Linked DNA regions of Zea mays: region 1 is linked to region 2. The links are chromatin contacts, called in public Hi-C maps. All regions are on one chromosome and are shown on one strand. Each heading gives the region's core, a stretch centred on a gene start, on an enhancer-like site or on the middle of the called end of the contact. The rest is flanking DNA. Distances are from core to core; before and after follow the strand shown. Region 1 holds the start of LOC100277481. Region 2 holds the start of LOC100281660.

What was found. A called contact is a pair of places that touch in the nucleus more often than the background predicts.
Region 1: a Hi-C map of ear shows a contact between it and region 2, with 2.5 times the contacts expected there. The contact joins the promoter of LOC100277481 here to the promoter of LOC100281660 in region 2. A contact is called at or near these places in 2 of 25 Hi-C or Micro-C datasets (ear and tassel).

Annotation. Positions count from the first base shown.
Region 1 is chr4:38,327,356-38,330,055 of Zm-B73-REFERENCE-NAM-5.0, reverse strand. LOC100277481 reads right to left here and starts at 1,313. Exons shown (of 4, transcript NM_001151027.2): 1 at 1,070-1,313. The coding sequence starts at 1,310.
Region 2 is chr4:38,071,189-38,073,888 of Zm-B73-REFERENCE-NAM-5.0, reverse strand. LOC100281660 reads left to right here and starts at 1,312. Exons shown (of 7, transcript NM_001370726.1): 1 at 1,312-2,321. The coding sequence starts at 1,538.

The sequences.
Region 1 (2,700 bases), core at 64-2,563, 260 kb before region 2:
ACAAAAGAGTGGAGCCTTGGGGCTTTGGAAAATGTAAAAGGGGCCGTTTGGGAGAGCTCCGACTTTAGCTTCTCCGAAGAGAATCACTCCCAACCAATCAAGTGGTCAAAACGCCAACTAATTCAAGCAGGGATCAGGAGAGAATCACTTCTCCATTTACACTAGGAGCAACCTGCACCTTGCTTCCTGTTAAATTCTGGTATGGATCAGCATTCAACAGAGAATCAATTTTCATCAGCTCCTCATCCTGCTCCCTCCTAGGAATTCAATGGAATCACTCCATCGGAGATTAAGGAGCGGAGCTAGAGAATCAGAGAGCAGAGCCCTCCCAAACAGGGACTACAAGACCATTCCAAGTGGCTTTAGGGTTCTCCAAGTGGTATTTGGTGTGTACAATTTTATTTTTATCGGATTGGAAACCTGGCCACCTGCAAGCAAGTTGGACGCTGACACATGGGATCATGTCAGAATCATGAATTTCTCAGTACAATAATTTTATTCGCTGTATACTGTTAAACTGCTAGAATGTTCTAGTTCATCCATTTATTTGTTAACTCTCTTGAGATAACGAAGAGGCTGAAATTGCACTACATAAAAAGTAGATTCAGGTGCAACCAGGAACAGCTATGTTTATAAGAGGAATTGGATTGTTTACATTGAGCCTCTCAGACAGTATATAATGCATCAGTTAAACTACAGCTACAAGTTTTAACAGGCTACAATATGGACTTGACCCTGTTCATGGTTTGAACGCCAAAGAGGCAAATAACATTTTTGGGCTGTCGCTGCATTTCCATGCCATGGCAACGAAATTACAGAAGAGTACTGACTAGTTCAAGAAAAGAGGCAAGTAGATAGATAAAATACAGAGCTCACAACTCAATTGCTAGTATGTCATCTAAATCTCACTAGTCTTGGGTTAAATGAACTCCACAATACAGTACGCATACTCTAGTGTCTACACAGAATGGTACGCATCCGAAGCTGGAGAAGTCTAAGCCACAACGCGCGCAACGCATGACACCACCAGCAGAGAAAGCCCAAGGCTGGGGCGGGGAGAGGCACCTACCTCCGTTGAGGCGGTCGATGGCAGCGGCGACCTCGTCCTGGCTCCGGGCGGTGGCGGCCGCCCGCTCCTCGTGCTCCCGCAGCGCGCCGGCCAGCACCCCTGCGATTGCGGAAGCCAACGCCCCGCACCGCTCCGGAGGGGGCGCGGCGGCACGCTCGTCCTCCACGCCGCCGTCGTCCGCGTTCTCCGGAGGCCGGTCGCCATCGGCGGCGGAGTGGGAGGGGATATCCGCGCCGTCCATTCGACTGGTGACCGCATCGAGAGAGCACGAGCAGTGTGGTCGTGTGGTGGAAAGAGTCAAAGAGACATCAGCTGACCGCGTTGGGCCTTCGGTTGGGCCAAATAAGGCTTCGCATTGTCGGTTGGGCGTAAACGGAAGGCCCAAATAGAGCTTCGCGTTGGGCTTTGAAACGGACCGTAGATTGTGCATTTCCTGTGGTTGGCTAGTCCAATTAGACGAGGTTAAGCGATTTTTATGTAATGTAAAAAAACCGAGAATTAAAAACATCTCCTAGAGTGTCTCTAAATTTCATTCTTAAAATTATCATTTTAAGAGTAGTTTTATCTAAAAACCACTTTCTACATCTTTCCAATTTCCAACAGTTTTTTATATCTTACCTAGAACCACTCTCTATACCTTTCGAATTTACAAGAGTTTTATATCTTGTTTCTACTTTAGAGAGTAGTTGGAAGATAGAGATTAGAGTCTTAGAGTTGCTCTGAAGGGTGTGGTTTGATAATGACAATACTAAAAGTCTGTTTGGTTGGGTTGTGGCCGTGGAAAAAGCTGTTGTGGGATGTGAGCTATGAAAAAAGCTGTTGTGGGCTGTGGGCTGTTAAAAAATTAAAAATTGTTTGGTCGAAACTACTAAAAGTCATTAAAAGTTCTTCAATATATGTTTTCATAGTTCTATCCGAAAGTCACTAAAAGCAGATCCAAGATGCTTTCAGTTTTGCACTGCGAGAAAGTCGGCTTTTAGAAAAAACTGCTTTCTGAATCTGACCCTTTGGTTTCGCTTTCGACTTTTAGGAGGTAAAAATCAAAGCCAAAAGTCAAACCAAACACACCCTAATTTAGATAAGGTAAGTTTATTCCTTAAATTTAATAAGATAAATTTATTCCTAATATCAATACTAATAATTATCTTATGAGAAATATAATGACGATACACCAGTCTATACTAATTAATCATTAGCTTATGAGAAATAAAATAACGATACATCGATGTATTATATTTCATAAACCAAACAAAATACATCAATGCACTGCGTTTCGCAAACCAAAGAATGTGTTTCACAAACCAAACAAGAAAAAAGGCTTATTGAGTGCCAGAGAACGTCGAAGTACCAAGGGAAACCCAACCTATTAGCATCAGAGAACGTCATAAAACCAATGGAATTACTACAATGAGACACGATGTTAGGTGTCGGCTTCGTCCAACGCAAGGCACCGAGCTGCATATTCTACGTTGGTCATCTTCAGAAGCAGACAGCATGACAAGCTCCACTCCACTGAAGCACACCAATCAGTGTGCTCTTCAGCACAGCTCGAGTGCTGGCCGTTGTTTCTCTGATAATTACTTAACAGGTATCACAAACAAGCACAGCATAGACGAACGTTGCAATTACTT
Region 2 (2,700 bases), core at 63-2,562:
GCCGGGGCGCGCGTCAGGATAGAGGTGTCAGGCTACCTTTGCGTTAAATGCTCCTGCAACTTGGTCAGTCGGTGCGGCGATTTAGTCAGGGTTGCTTCTAAGCGAAGCCAAGGCCTCGGGCGAGCCGGAGGTGTGTCCGCCGTTAAAAGGGGGGCCTCGGGCGAGACGGAAGTCTCTCGAGGTCGGCTGCCCTTGGCCGAGGCTAGGCTCGGACGAAGCGTGATCGAGTCACTCGTGTGGACTTGATCCCTGACTTAATCGTACCCATCAGGCCTTTGCAGCTTTATGCTGATGGGGGTTACCAGCTGAGAATTAGGCGTCTTGAGGGTACCCCTAATTATGGTCCCCGACAGTACTGTATGTGGAGGGATATATTTTAGAAAGATATACTAAACTATTATAGGAAGTATATATTGGATAAAAATATGACGAGGCGTTTATTTATTTTAGAGGAATTAGAATTCACTCAATAAAGTAACTTATTTAGTTTGAAATTTGACATTCCACCACTTTCCTAAGTTTAAATATAAGCCTATCTCAAATTTATGGGGCGGGGGTGGGAAATGATTTTATGAATTAGTAGAATTTGTTTCTACTCTGTAACTTACATGGCACTATTCGTCTCACTTATCTATAATAAAAATGTAGCACATAAATATCTCTGATATCGTGCTAATAATAGTATACAAGTATATTTTACATAAAACGAAATTAGATTAATTGATATATGCCTAAATTACTAGAATAATGGTTGAAGATGGCCTAAAACAATTCAGATAGTCCTTTTTCTACAAGTTGCAGCACCTCCTTTTCCAGATTGCAGTCACGAGCTTCCGTTGGAGAGCATGACGATGTTGTAGCCATGAGGGCACATAAAACCTAAATACTATATTATTGTTCTCCAAACACTAGATGTATCTATGAAGCCTCTTCATACAATTTAATAAATTTAAATATTATATCTTATTCACTAGAATCTATTAAAATATAATTTATTTATGTAAGTTATATGAGTAAAATCATATATAAACTTAGAAAACTGTGTTAGAGACGTTCTTTTAATAAAATGCTGTCTCTTATATTTTTTTATTATTCTCTTATAATAGTCCTTTTAAGATACAAGACATTTACGTACATGCCCTGATAACGTGAAGCGAGCAAGCCTGGGCTGCAGCCGATGGGCTGTATCACGCAGCTGCAGCCCAAACAGCTGACCGATTGCCGCGGACCCGGGAGGCCGGGACGAGAGAGACGAGCGGGAGCAGCCAGCACGACGCCTGTCCGTCTCCCACTCTCCCTCCATTCCCCTCTCTCTCCTTCTGCCTGTGCCCGCGTGGCCGCGTCTGTACCTGTACGGCCACCACCATTTCCATCTCCGATCCCCGCGACCCCCCACCCAGCCCCAGGCGCCCGGGCTAGATCCGGCCCACGCGTCTACTCGCCCCCTCCGGCTCCCCTTCTCCCTAATCGCCGTCGCCGGGGGTGCAGGCACAGCGGCTGCTTCCGCTCCCGCTCCCGAGGGGGGAGGCGGCAGGCAATGGCGCGGCGGGTGCGGCCGTCGCACCTGGTGCTGGCGCTGGCGGCAGCCTACCTCCTCCTCATCTCCCTCAAGTTCCGCCGCGTGCTGGACCTGGCCGCCACCGACCTCGCGGACGACCCTGCCGCCGCCGCCGCCGCCGCCTTCTCTTCTCCGTCCTCCGCCGACCACCTGCCCCCGCCCGGGTCCGCTTCCGCCACCTCCTCCTCCTCCTCGCCCCCGTTCCCGGTCCGCCCCTTCTGGCACCGCTACGACCGTGTGTCCCTCCCCGACCTCGCGTCCCGCAACCGCTCCGCGCTCGACCGCATGGCCGACGACGCCTGGGCGCTCGGCCTCACCGCCTGGGAGGACGCCGCCGCCTTCGCAGGGGACCCCTGGGCGCTGCTCGCCGCCGCCACCTCCCGCGCCTCCGACGCCGCCAAGTGCCCCTCCGCGGTCTCCCAGCGCGCGCGGGGCCGGGTCGTCTTCCTCCCCTGCGGCCTCGCCGCGGGCTCGTCCATCACCGTCGTCGGCACGCCGCGCGCCTCGCACAGGGAGTACGTGCCGCAGCTCGCGCGGATGCGCCAGGGGGACGGCACCGTCATGGTGTCCCAGTTCATGGTCGAGCTCCAGGGCCTGCGCGCCGTCGACGGCGAGGACCCGCCCAGGATACTCCACCTCAACCCCAGGCTCAGGGGGGATTGGAGCCAGCACCCTATCCTCGAGCACAACACCTGCTACAGGATGCAGTGGGGCGCCGCGCAGCGCTGTGACGGCACACCACCCGACGACAATGACGACAAAGGTCCTCTGCTTCTTGTTGCTTCTTAGCATGTCATGTTTCTGTTTTAACTAAAAATAGTACGAGATGGTTTGCAATGACTTCCGTTCGACTATGGCAACATATTCTTAACTAACAGACCTGGTAGTAATTACGGTAACTTTTGAGTCGCGATTGCCCCTTCACCCAATTAGCTTCTACTGAATTTGACATTTATGGCCACTATGGATGGTTTGGTTTCAATGCATAGGAGTAGATAGCAAACCACCAACAATTCTCTGCACGTTCACACACTTGCATTTTTTACTTCGTGTTCCTGTTACATAATTGATAAAGAGCTGTCTGCGGGACTGCTCTGTTTATGTGGTCTAATGAGAGACTAGCTTATTTGGCTAAAAGCTAC